Linked DNA regions of Xenopus laevis: region 1 is linked to region 2. The links are chromatin contacts, called in public Hi-C maps. All regions are on one chromosome and are shown on one strand. Each heading gives the region's core, a stretch centred on a gene start, on an enhancer-like site or on the middle of the called end of the contact. The rest is flanking DNA. Distances are from core to core; before and after follow the strand shown.

Region 1 (7,167 bases), core at 4,295-6,794, 110 kb after region 2:
TCCATTTCTATCCTAAATCCACCTGTCACTACACAGTGAGAGCCATATCTCATTCATTATTTTAATGTGCATATGGGACAGATGCAGGACAGATCAACCATTTTATCCACTGGCATTTTTATACTGTCAGCGAGAACACCATGTTTGCCATATACCTTAAGCCGTGTGTACACTTGAAGATATGCTCATTTCACAAGGTCACCAAATGATCAGATCTTTCCCTGAAATACCCACCTTGTACCCAAAGATCACATCACAACAAAGAAGGAACAGGTGGTTGGAGCAGGGACCGCATCAATTAGCTCACATTGTCCTCACTGCAAAAGGATTTTTAAACCTGTCTTGACCTATTGATATTTGGTCGATTTTTGGCCTGGTATCAGACTTATCTTCTTATCCAAGTCCATATTGTTCCATAGAGCCAGTGCAATTCAATGTGAAAAACGTATCTTGCTGTTTATCACATGAAAACTCTTGAAGTCAATAGCAAAAACTAGAACCAGATTAGGAGAAAAGTTTTTCTCCTCAAATTAAAGTTAGCCTATAAGGTTTAATGTGATCAACCATAAAAATGATCATCCTGATTTGAGGCAGTGTGTGGGTGCCCAAATGAATGGCCAGCTTTAGATTAACACTAAATAGGCTATGATGTCCGAAATATATATTTGTATGTATTTCTCTGTTCTTTTACACCTCTGCAAATATGACCTGATGAGGTAAAGCTCAGTTGAATTCAGAAAGAAGTTACGGTACTTTGGGATTCAGCCACCAGCAGATTACCCACAGTAATGAACCACCCAGGTTGGGCCTATGCCAGTAATGCACAGTGGGACACTAAACCTTTTTTAAATACATTTAACGCTGCATTTATAGAAGATATGAACCCAAAGCACATTATTTCCATTTTTAGAGTAACCGCGCTCTTCCCTTCAAGTTGGCTTAGTTACATACGAAAAGCAAATAACCGCCTCCATATGGACGGCTTTATTGAGACCAAAAGTAGATAATAACTCCCTGCACAAGTAATGGCTAAAGCAGATGCTATAGATTAAATTAAGTTATTTATAACCATACCACTTTTTTTGGAAGCCCTTGTCTTCTTTAGTCATAGGTTAATAGCTTTAACAAAAGAAAACTGAACCTAGTTAAGGCCAAGAAGTACTGTGTAGCAGTCAGCAAACTTCTTCAACGTAAGTGGCAACTATCCCAGCTTCTAGCTCTTCTCACTCAAACAGCTCTATTAAAGAGATGGACGAAAAGTGCTTTAGTTTGAGCAGGAGCACAAGTGCTGAAGGGCTAAGGAGCACAGTTTTGCACTTGTTAGAGCCCATGTAGTTTACCATACAAGGTGTACAAATGTAGCACAAGGCACAGAGAGAAGCTTGCACAGAGGCAAGAGTAACTCCAAGCATTATATACAAGGCTCCCTTGTTCCACGGGTCCTCTAGTGCTCCTGCTTTGTACATACTGAATGTATGAACTGTATGTACCGATACACATGGTAAGTGACATTACAGTGGAAGCTTAAGTTCTGCTCACTTTCTGTCCATATATATTTAGCAGCTTTGGTTCCTACTATGCTGTGCATTCTTTGTGGACACCAGCAAAAACGAAAAAAAAACCACTAATTGTTGCTTAAAATTTTGTAGGTACTGAATCTATATATTTATTTACAACATAGTATTGCTGACAGGGGGAACAGACAGCGACATGAATAAAAATAGGGAAAAAAATAGCAGCTTAGCAATAATCAGCACTGGAATATTCACTGCATTCTTACCAGTGCCCACTCCGGGCACACTTTACCCCTCACATTGTCACTTTAGTGTATTAGTGGGGTACTGACCCACTAGCTTTTCTCATTAGAGCTCAGGCTGTTCATCTCCACCATCTTTGATGCTATTTTAGGACCAAGATGTAGATGTAGCCATCACTTTGTTAGTCCTTTAGATCCACAACACACAGCCCTTTATTGAGACTTTCTAAGCCGGCTCTAGACTTAAACTATTCTCTAAGGGGGGAATCTGAGAGTCTCAACCTTTATACTTATAGGGGTCACCTGATCCTGCCTGTTACAAAGGCTACTTGTGCCTCAGTGGGGCAACATTAAACTCTCCCACTATAATTTCCCCAGGGAAATACTCCCCTAGCTTGGTTACTTTGCCCCATTTTCTTATTTAAGCAGACATACAAATGGTGAAGTTAACGAATGCAGTGCATAATGCACACTTGCCCATTGCCCAAATACATATTTTAATAGACAAAGGGCAGAAACATTTTTTTTTTCACCAGAAAAAATACTTCTGTAATGAATGAACAATTGGACATGTGTGATACTCTTTCAAGCATTAAGGGGCAACATGTACTTTAGTTTTATTGTTTAGGTGTTAGCAAGTTATTTTGTGGCTCCATATATAATATACATACGTAAACAGTGAAATGAACCATGAACAAAAGGCAAGACAAAAGACCGACAGTCCCTAAAAGACATCTTTGAATAATTAATTCCTCAGTAAGCACAGAAGTTGCTAGTTTTTCAAGAGATGAAAGACAATTAGTCTGGTAGGAATGGCTTTGGAGCCATTGTGTGTCTGTGTGTTGAATCAACTGAGAAAATATGAAACATGAGTTGCACGTCTACACTGGTGAGTCTCTTGGAGAGAGTTTATTTTATAAAGAGAAGCGCAAGCCAGAACTTGAGATGAAAGTACTGAATAGTCTATCTGTGAGATAACAAGCGTCCATAGATTTGAATAGTTATTATACTGAGATCCTCAAAGCAAATTTGAACAATTCATAAAAGTCAATAGACTAGAATTAGTTACGAAAAAGTATTGTTTTGCAAACCATTCTGTGTTTACTGAAATGGAGCTAGATTAAAATAGATTCTCAACATTAGGTGTGTTTGTGTCATGCCCATTTCTTTGATCAGGTAAGTGTCTTGTACATCATAGGGATTGGTTTAGAAAGCTGACATGGTTATAAAGATACAGGGATGGCAATGCTAAAGCCCTCCTGCTCTTATGAACCATGTGACCACCATGTTCCCTATAAACAAATTGTAGTTCCACATATTTTGACATGTCCTGCCTTTATAATGCAAAAGTTGGCATGTTGGTGATGAGAATTACCTATCTGAAATGATAAGTTAATGGCATATAAGTTTCAGGATTGGCAGTCTCACCCACTAACATCACAAGTTTGGTGACTACCAGCATATACATGTTCTGTGTATACTTGATTACAGTCCCACCTCTGAAGGCAGTGCCTGTGGAGTGTTGTTTATTGATCAACTGTACATGTTTAACTGTATTTAGATCCACTGCTCCCCACAGACAACATGATACATAGGACTTTCTATTGGGTGGGTCCTTGCTTTAATACTGGAGGAAGTGTCCATGTTGAAATACTTTACTTCTTTACAACAACTTGGGTGCCAGCCAGACCAGGACTGGCAATCTGTGGATTCTGGCAAGTACCAGAGGGAGTGCTGGCAGAATCTGTATGCAGTCACTATTGAGTGGGCTGGCGGGGTGATGTTTAGGCCTCTGTGCACTTGAAATGCCAGTGCCTTGTTTGAATCCAAATCCAGGGCTGGGGCCAGCGGTTCTTTAAAACACAGTAAACTCATTCTTATTCACAAGTTACAATAAAGCCTTTCTTTCAATAAGTTTCACAGATCTTCCTTTCAGATGGTACCCTGTATATACAGTAACTTCTGAGATCTTAGACATACACACAAGCAGGTTAGTAGTTTCAATCAGATGTAGTATTCACTCAACAGGTGTCCAGCTACAGACTACAAGACCCTCGCTTTGGTGCTCCTCTTTGTCCTCCTTACTGTACCTGAGGATATATGTTTGATGATGGGTTATTCCCAGGGTGCTAACACTTCTGTTCTCCTCACTGAAGCCTCTGGCTGCTCTACTAACTACCTTAAGTTTATGTCACACTCCTAAAGTTAGGTTTACTGGAGCTGGCCCTCACATTAGCTAGTCCTACTTCAAGAACTTGTTCATCCTACTGATGCCTCATTCCTCAGGCTGTTAGTAGGGTTGCCACCTTGCCGGTATTTTACCGGCCTGGCCGGTAAAAATGATGCTTGATGGCAATGTTATTAATAGGAAAAAAGGCAAGAATATAGGCCGGTATTTTTTTCCAAAAAAGGTGGCAACCCTAGCTGTTAGTAACACCCACCCTGTTCAGCAAGTGGAGTCCAAATGGAGTCCATTGACCCTTGACTTGTATAATCTCCTCTCACAGACTAGTTAACCCGCGTGACACCCCTGGCCAATGAAGAGCTCCCCTCTTCTCCCAAGGACATGCTATCCCTACTAGGCATACTAGCAGGGGAATGACTAAACCCTCAGTTTGATATTGTAGCAGCTTGAGTCCAAGTTACCATAGCCTGGGAAATAAATAGCAAAGGAATTGAATAGAATGTAATACTAAGCAACAATAAAAATAAAATTGTAGTCTCAGCAAATTTTTTTTTTTTACTGTCAGGGTCAGGAAAGAAGCAGAAGAGGAAGGCAAATACGCAGTAAATAATAAAAACTAAAGACCAACTGAAAACTTGCTAGGAATAGGCCATTCTATTGCATGACACCCCTGGCCAATGTAGAGCTCCCTTCTTCCCCCCAAGGACACACTATGCCTACTAGGCATCCTAGCAGGGTAATGACTAAACCCCTATTCCCCTATGTTCTTGTCTTGCTTTTAAACATTAATGTCATTTTACTTTATCACTAGTTTGCATCTTCAAGAACTCCTCCCAATAAAGCGTCAGGGTACAATGGATCTACCACAAAGAAAACATTTCATAGATCAACAGGTAGTTTTCTTTTGAAAAGTTGAAAGTGCTTTAAAATAACTCAGCTGCTGTGTAGCCAAGCTGGAAAAAGGCACAGGTAACATAGCACATCACAGAAAAAACACAATTGTATTGGACAGGGCTTATCTGTTATGTGCTATGTAACCTGTACTTTTCTCCTTTTTTCCAGCTTGAATGGCTGCCTCCATAGTCACACAGCAGCTTGTTTATATAAACTATAGTAGTCTTTCTGAAGCAAACATGTAGCTTTTCCAGTGCATGCTGCCAGTATATTATATGATAATTACTTTAATTTCTTGGAGTTACTGTTCCTTTTACATTACTGTACTTTTAGAATGAGGAAGGCAGTGACATTCTGAGAAAATTTGCAGTTGGGCTTCATTTTTTATTCTTTTTATCAGGCCATGTTACCATAGCCTGGGAAATAAATAGCAGAGGAATTGAATAGAATGTAATACTAAGCAACAATAAAAGGGTCAGGAAAGAAGCAGAAGAGGAACGCAAATATGCAATAAATAATACAAACTAAAGACCAACTGAAAACTTGCTAGGAATAGGCCATTCTATTGCATACTAAATGTGAATTGCCCCTTTAATAGAACAATCTGCATGTACGCCCTGGCTAGCCTATGGATGGGTGAGAGACTGTGCTTGAGTTGGAAGAATAAGGCAGAGTACACAGACAGAGTCATGCTTTAGAACCATGTAAGATGTGTCTCTTCCAGCCCTTCCTGTCTGCTTTCCTCTGGGATGTTGTGCAATGCCTTGTGTGAGGTTCCCACCCAGATGCACTTCCTGTTTCAGCACTGGTGAGATACACGCTGCTATGTATTTACCCAGGCCACAAAGTACCCATTAGTACATACACTAACCCATCAAACTGGCTCCAGGCTAAAGTACAGATATACATTATCCAAATTACACATCCCATACAAATTACACATCATTTACTTAGATAAAAAGAACTTTAAAAAATTATTTTAATGGGCCAACTTGAAATAGCATGTATACATCGGGAGTCGAAGGAAGAAACATAATATCTGTCCTGCTGTCAGACTTACCGAACCGGGAGGGACCACGGATGGGAGGAAGACAACCCTTACAGCTCCTCTACCAATACACCATCCACTGGTAACAGAGGGAGATCAGTGAAGGTGTAGTATGGGAGCCTGGGATTCCTGGCAGGATGCGCCGGTCTGTGGAGGAGCAGGTCTGGTGTCTGTAGAGATATAGGAAGATGCAGGATTAGTTGCTGGAGTAGTTAAGAGTAGGGAGGACGTCACAGGAACTGTTGCGGCAATCACCTTAGCGTCAACTGCAGGTAATTATGGAAGAGTAGTTGGCAAAATGACAATCAGCACAGATGACACAATAACCGCTTTGTGGTAAAACTACAGTTCCCAGAATTCTCCTTTGGTTCCGACTCAGTTTATCCCGTTTTCTTCTCGGGTGGCAATCACAATATAACAGTCTGTATGAGTCAGCGCTAAAAGCTAGGAGAAATAAAAATGCAGCGCCTAGGAGAGCTACAGCGGGTGGAAGCAACGCAGGTTGGAGCTGACACCAGGCTAATAACACGCATAGTAATTTTCCCCAAGTGGAGATTCGATACGCCTTAAAAATCTTCTAAAATGTGAGTGGAACAATTGTTTTTATTTACACGTTAATAAAAAGGTTTTGCACTACCTTCTGCGCTCTATATTTTCCGACAGCACGGAACAGCCACAGAGCAGACTACCCTGGTTATATTTGAATGCCTAAAAGTCTTCAAACGTTTGTAAGTATCCAACTTATAAGTAAGACATGTGGTGGAAGTAACAAGTAATCAAGCCCCTTAAAGTAGAATTACTGTGTGGAACTACAACTACCAACAACCCGCTACACTTAGATTCTCTTTATGCTGCATTCTTATTTCTCCTAGCTTTTAGCGCTGACTCATACAGACTGTTATACAATAACCGCTTTGCTACACTCACAGATTGAGCAGATGGCGTCACATAGATGGAATATCACAGGAAGAGGGTTCCCAGGGTGAAGACTGAAGAGTATTCGAGTAGGATAAACTGGGTCGCAGTGGTGATAAACGTTCAGATGGTAGACAAGAGTCAAGGCAAGAATGCGTATTCGATAACAGGCAAAAGTTCGGCAACAGGAAAACAGGTACAGGCAGGGTTCCAAGGGTTAATACAGCAGCGTAGTCAAAAGGCAAGCAGGTTTGGCAACAGGAGTTCAATATATCAAGCAGGGCTCAAAGGGTTAACACAGAAGCGTAGTCAAAGCAAGCAGGTTCGGCAACAGGAGTTCAAATATAACAAGCAGGGTTCCAAGGGTTA
Region 2 (7,320 bases), core at 439-2,938:
TCTAGCCCCATGTCAGATTTCAAAATTGAATATAAAAAAATCTGTTTGCTCTTTTGAGAAATGGATTTCAGTGCAGAATTCTGCTGAAGCAGCACTATTAACTGATGTGTTTTGAAAAAACATTTTTTTCCCATGACAGTATCCCTTTAAAGAAAATGTAAACATTTAAACATAAAAATCAAATGAATGTAAAGTTGCTCAGAACTCTCTTCTTCTTAAGTTCATATTTCATTTACATCAAGATGTTTGCAAATTTATAGTGTGCCGATTAAATATAATTAAAACAACAGAGCCACCTCCTGGTCAGTTCTTTGTGACTATGCTACAGTCTGTAGAACATTTTAACAGCAGTACAGGAAAATCCTCTGATGTTGCTCTGCTTACAGGAGAGTAGAGGAAACACTAGAGGAGAATCATACAATGGAGAAGAGGTGTTTAGTGGAGGGAGATGTGATAAATACCTGTATATAAGGGGACTACAGAGTAACCTCTCTAAAGCTTCATTTACCAGGCTGATAGCTTTAACAAGGAGTTGGATGGCTTTTTTTTGTTTGTTTGGTTTTTTTTTTAGAAGAAAAAGGGTTGCTGATTTATCTCATAATACAAATGAATCAGAGACTGGTCTGATTACTGTTTCAGAGTCAAGAAGGAACTTTCCCCCCTCTGAGGCAAATTGTAAAGGCTTCAGATGATGTTTCATCTTCCTCTGGGTCAACTAGCACTAAGATAGGCTCATGTATGACATGTAACCTGGGTAATGAGTACACATTGGTTCCCTTAGGGCTCTTACACACGGCAGTTTTTCCTGCGCTCCCATGCGTTGCGCTTTCTTCCGTTCAGCCGTAGGGGAGCTCAGGCGTAGACGCACTCAATTATTGTGAATGGGGCTGTACTCACACAGACGCATGTAAGCGCCAAACGCAGTTGGGACGCAGCATGTTGCATTTTACCTGTGTTCGGCGCATACATGCGTCTGTGTGAGTACAGCCCCCTTCACAATAATTGAGTCTACTCCTGAGCTCCCCTGCGGCTGAACGGGAGAAAGTGCAACGCAGGGGAGCGCACAAAAAACGACCCGTGTGTAAAAGCCCTTAGTGTTTACAATCTCTACATTGTTTACTTCTTTTTTAAAGTTCATATTTAGTTGGTTTTTTTTTTTACAGAAAAGTGCAGTGTTATGTTGCTCAGCATCTAAGTGTTATTTTCTGTAGTCGATATTAGAAGCAGATGCTGAAAATCCCATTTCCACGTCAACGAAAAAATAGTTTTGTGTCTGTGCTGCACAACACGACTCAGAAGCCTGTCGCTACAGAGCAGGAACTGTCACCAGTTTAGGAATGCGGTGAACTCCCTTTTTCCTTCTTGGAGCCAGCAGCCTTTCTATTATATTCGAGCAGATTGGGGGGGGGGGATTCAACTCTATTGTGTGCACTAAATAGAATAAGGGAGCAGTGGCACAAAAACATTGGAAGCATGAAACTAGGAATGCACAGAATTCTCATCAAAGGATTCAGACGAATCCTGAACCCTAATTAACATATACAAATTAGGCCTATGATGGGTTAAAAGGAACCACACTCTCTGCACAAGGTAAAATAATCCCTATTTTCTTTGTGTGACAAAAAGTCACATGATTTTAAGGAATCAATTTCGGTTTGGCACTTGGATTTGGCCGAATCCTGCTAAAAAGGCCATGGGGCGAGTAACACGCACACAGCCATACAAACAATCAACCCAGAATAAACATGTGACAAGTTATTAGGTGGAGAAAGGCTGCAGTTGAAAATATTTATTATTACCATTGGCAATTCACATTCACCTAAACCAATGCGTTTTTGCCTGCGCTCCCCTGCGTTGCACTTTATTCCGTTCAGCCACAGGGGAGCGCAGGAGTAGACACAGTGAATTATTATGATGGGGCTGTACTCACACAGACGCATGTATGTGCTGAACGCAGGTGAAATGCAACACACTGCGTCTCAACCTGCGTTTGGCACTTACATGCGTCTGTGTGAGTACAGCCCCCTTCATAATGAATGCGTCTACTCCTGCGCTCCCCTGCGGCTGAACAGAAGAAAGCACAACGCAGGGGAGCGCAGGCAAAAACGGCCGTATGTAAGAGCCCTAAAACAGATAATATAGAGAATTCCATTCATCAGTACCCAGCTAGCCTCTTCTCAACCCCCCAGCAGACCGCCTTAATTCATATTACCTTTAACCCCTGCCACAACAACCCAGGCCCCCAGGACTTACCTGCACACAGCTGCGCCAATATAACTTTTTATAACTCAAACAAAAATTCTTAGTTTTTTAATTAATTTCTTTCTTTAAAATAAACAATCAATCAAGGGGTGGGTGGTGACTGACATTGCCAAATCCCTTTTGTACTGACATTGCCCGAGTTTTGCTTTGATCTGCTGCACTGAACACAGCCGGAAAAAGATACAAAGTTTCTAACTTAATTGACTCTTGGCAGAGAACCCAGAATACATACTTAATATACTTTTGTAACAGTTTTAGATAAGAACGAAGACTCACAGCTTAAAGGGCAATTCACCTTCATTAGCAAAACTGTAATAACAGATAAAAACCATAGTAATGTGTTCAAACTTTCATTATATGCCAAATTTTGTAAAATGGACATAGTAATTAGGGGATGTGTTTTGCAAATATACGCGCGGAAAATCTTTCTGTCCCTCTTTCTGTTTGCAAAATGTTGGGAGGTATGATAAACCCCATCATGCATTGCAACTCTTACACTGCCTGACAAACTCAAATTAACCCTGCAGCCACACAGGTAAGCCTAAGAGCTGCCATATCAAATAACTAGCCTAGTGTGTACTCCCAAGGAACCTGAGGGCCAATTGGGCCCCGTGCCGCAAAACCTGAAACGAATCCTGAATTCAGCGCAAATCATAATCATGTGATGTACAACTGACATATAATTACACTGTGTATCATTTCCTGTCATGGAGCTCAGTCTGTGGCCCTCCAGCTGTTGTTGAACTGCAATAGCCCTTCTTCAGCAAAACATGTTAGCAGAGTTGGTGGAACACTGAGAGAAAACCCAATGAGCCCGGCCCACCCAGGACAACTGCCTGGCCGGAATCTGCAGAGTTGGACACATAATATTCTCAAAGCTGTATGGAAAGCAGTAGCTTTTCCTTCTTTATGTTGTTAAACCACAACTTTCCTCTCTGTACTGAAACCTATTAGCTCACAAAGAATGTGTTTGTGTTAGATGCATGTGGACTGATGTATAATGATTAGTAGATGACTAGTAAATGCAGACAGAGGGCGCCAGAGCACCATGTATGTTACACCCCAGGTGGGACAATAGAAGAATCTAAAAGAAAATCAACATGGAAACTCAGAGTAGGTTGTTTTGCAAAGGGGTGACAGAGATATCTTTTGCTACACAACTAAAATATCTGCTCATCCTTAAAGGGATCCTGTCATCGGAAAACATGTTTTTTTTTTCAAAACGCATCAGTTAATAGTGCTACTTCAGCAGAATTCTGCACTGAAATCCATTTCTCAAAAAAAAAAACAGATTTTTTTATATTCAATTTTGAAATCGGACATGGGGCTAAACATTTTGTCAATTTCCCAGCTGCCCCCAGTCATGTGACTTGTGCCTGCACTTTAGGAGAGAAATGCTTTCTGGCAGGCTGCTGTTTTTCTTCTCAATGTAACTGAATGTGTCTCAGTGGGACATGGGTTTTTACTATTGAGTGCTGTTCTTAGATCTACCAGGCAGCTGTTATCTTGTGTTAGGGAGCTGCTATCTGGTTACCTTCCCATCATTCTTTTGTTTGGCTGCTGGGGGGGGGAAAAAGGGAGGGGTGATATCACTCCAACTTGCAGTACAGCAGTAAAGAGTGATTGAAGTTTATCAGAGCACACGTCACATGACTTGGGGCAGCTGGGAAATTGACAATATGTCTAGCCCCATGTCAGATTTCAAAATTGAATATAAAAAAATCTGTTTGCTCTTTTGAGAAATGGATTTCAGATCAGAATTCTGCTGGAGCAGCACTATTAGCTGATTTATTTTTAAAAAAAATTCTTTTCCCATGACAGTATCCCTTTAATGTCCTTACTTATGTTTTTTAACCTTTAATGTCCTTACTTATGTTTTTTAACCTTCCTTGGTATTTTTTCTTGAAAACATGTGGATAGAGAGTAATTATAATAGGCACATGCAGGAAATTTTCTGGGCCCCGCCCACCCTAGCGCCCAAGCCCCACCCCAGATCCCGCCCACTCCAAATCAGAGTTAAAAGACAACACAGATATCAGCGCTAAAAAAAGTAACCCCCCACACACACACAAGTTATAAAAAGCTATTGATGGTCAGGGCCTCCTTATAAGTTAAAAAAAAACATTGGCGCCAGGGCCCCCCATAAAAGTTTTTTTTTAAAAGCATTGGTGCCAGGGCCCCCATTACAAATTAAAATAAATTGGGGCCCCAAAGAATATTTTTAAAAACAAGCATTGGTGCCAAGGTCCTCGTTACAAGTTAAAAAAATTGGGGCCAAAAAATATTTTTTAAAAAAACATTGGTACCAAGGCCCCCTTACAAGTTTAAAAAAATTGGGGCCCCAAAAAATATTTTTTTTAAAAAACATTGGTGGCAGGGGCTTAAAGAATATTAAAATAATACATTGGTGGCCAGGGGATTAAAATTTTTTTTTAAAAAAAAACACAAATTGGTGATCAGTAGAATTGAACTCATGGCTTCAGGACTTCAACTTCGCCTCCTTTCGTGACTTTGGGTCTTTTCGCCACTTCAGGACTTAAATTTTGGCTGTTTTTGTGAAGACTGGACTTGCCCATGTACATATATACTAAATATCCAGGCTTCCTAGAGTATCAGCTCACTGAATTAGCTAATGCAGTGTTTCTACCCAAATTGTAGCCCAGTGATCCCCAACCAGTGGTTCTTGAGTAACATGTTACTCACCAACCTCTTTGATGTTGCTCCCAGTGGCTTCAAAGCAGGTGCTTATTTTTGGCTTGGAGACAAGTTATATCATAAAAACCAAGTGCCAAACAGACCAACCTGTAGGCTGCCAGTCCACATAGGGGCTACCAAACGGCCCTTATTTGGCAACCCTAGATGCGTTTTTCATGTTTGTGTTATTCCCCAAATATTTTTATAGAAAACATGTACAGTACAATTTATGTAAACATTTTTTATGTAAACATGGCTCACGTGTAAAAAAAAGGTTGGGGATATAAGGGACCAATATAGGCAACAAAGGTGAAATAAGACACATCTTCCCAGTGCCAGGAGCATTTGGGCCAGGTGCCCCAGGCAACCCATCCTGTTGCGTCGCCCCCTCTGCCCCGCCGCACATGACCATGTGGGAACGAGAGCTCAACCATATGCAAGTGAGCCTGGCAGATAGGCGCGCATCAGCAGAAACTCGATTGGCCCATCAGTGAGGTAACACTGCTGGACTAGGGGTAGGCGACAGGGAAGGTACGTGCCTGGAGCCCCCCAAGGTTTGTGCCCTAGACACATGACTCTTCTGCCTTCCCCTAGTTCTGGTCCTGTCCATTCCCTTTACCTACTTTATTCTTGGTAGCAGGACTTGCAACTCCTTCATTCTTTCTGTAGTCCAACTACTATTCCGAACAGCTACTCCAGAAGCCCATTCAGCAGTTTATTATATTCTTCTACACTGCTGACTGGTCTTATGACCTGACCACCGACATGTAGTCAACTACAAGAGGTCCTCTGCACTCAACCCATTATCAATATATTTAAGACAGAGACATTTTGTGCATACTGCTACTGAAAAATGCCTTACCCTTTAAACAAAACAGGGATTGTTTGTCCATATATTGCAATATATTTAAGCTGGCCAACTACGTCAAAGTCATCCCATATCTGGCCAGTCCTATGCTCAATTTTCATCTGATTCATTAAGAATTCTATGGTTTAATTATACATTTTATAAAAGGGACGAATACGTTTTACCTGCAACTTACTAGCTGCTTTTCAAAGTAAAACTCCCAAACTTGGCTGCCCTTTTATTAGACACCAGTGGGATCACCTGACTATAGCTGGGAAGGGTGGGAGCTACAACATGGAGCTGGTCACTGCTCCTGTATAACTATAACAAACAAGGGAAAGTTGTGCTCACCACTATTTTTTAAAGCCATTAGGCGGGGGTGCAATGAGGGTGTGACCACAAAATACATATAGTCAACTACAAGAGGTCCACCGACATGGCCATCTGCAGCTGGTCAGTTAATTTAATATTAATCAGGGTTCAAGTTCATTCGTGTTATCTAAGTGCAGAATCTTGGGGTTGGATGTAGTGGCACCATTTTCCATGTGTTTAGCAGAGTAACATGTCCCCTTGGTAATAATTCTGGGACCTCTTAACCACTGTCCACAATCTGCACATGTTATGGATGAGGGGCATTATGAGTCAGTGAATCCAGAAATGTCACCGTTCCAAACATCTAAAAAAATATTCTTTATTTCTGATCAGGTATAACATTCCTGTGCTGAATACCCCAGGGAAATCCTTAACACAATATAGAAATTATTGCCATTTGCATTTGAGAACACTTTACAATGAGTAGAACCCCTGGAAGCCTGGAAACCAACTGGTTAGAGTCCTGCATTGGATCGGGTACCCGCGGAATACCCGCATAAAAAGTCCCTGATTCCTGGGCCGTGCAGGTAATCCACAGGTAACCCAGCTGAGTAGTCAACAAAGGTGCAGGCTTGATCCCTTCCACCCACCCTTCTGGTTCTTCCAGTTTTTAAATTTATCTGGGAAGATTCGGCATAGAAGTGACGTCACTTCCGGGCAAATGTGACGGAACTTCTGGTTTTACCTGTCCCCGTGTCGGAAGGTTAGTTGGCCTATTGCTGGTCAAATTGCAGGCACAGGTTGGGTATGGGTTTCAAAAAACTGACCCGCACAAGACTCTACAACAGGTGGGCACCTTCCTACTGAATACGACTGAGCTCATTGTCAGTAGGGCTACATATATAACCACTGTCTCTGCCTCATAGAACAATATATGGAGGGATCTGAAGGAAGGAAAGCTCAGCAGTTTATGACCTCTCCCATCTCCTGTTCTGTCTCACTTAACCTCCCAACACAAAGGACAAGGAACAAAAACAAAATCAGCTGCTTTTAATAAGTAAAGCTGCTGACACCCTGTTTTGTCAGCAGATTTTTTTACTGGATGCATGGAATATTACCAGATTCACAAGACTTGTGGCCAGTGACCCTCTAGATACAATACATATACACACTACAGCTGCATGTCATTGTGAGCAGCCAACATG

What was found. A called contact is a pair of places that touch in the nucleus more often than the background predicts.
Region 1: a contact with region 2 is called in a Hi-C map of the XL177 cell line, with 4 times the contacts expected there. The contact joins two enhancer-like sites. A contact is called at or near these places in 3 of 4 Hi-C or Micro-C datasets (the XL177 cell line, the XTC cell line and animal cap).

Annotation. Positions count from the first base shown.
Region 1 is chr2L:141,783,822-141,790,988 of Xenopus_laevis_v10.1, forward strand. No RefSeq gene overlaps it. Among protein-coding and RNA genes, the nearest start is that of LOC108708539, 29 kb to the left of the region's middle. Within about 2 kb of position 5,545, at least 1 of the 7 cell types and tissues checked has an H3K27ac peak or open chromatin away from gene starts, as enhancers often do.
Region 2 is chr2L:141,677,588-141,684,907 of Xenopus_laevis_v10.1, forward strand. No RefSeq gene overlaps it. Among protein-coding and RNA genes, the nearest start is that of tamalin.L, 29 kb to the right of the region's middle. Within about 2 kb of position 1,689, at least 1 of the 7 cell types and tissues checked has an H3K27ac peak or open chromatin away from gene starts, as enhancers often do.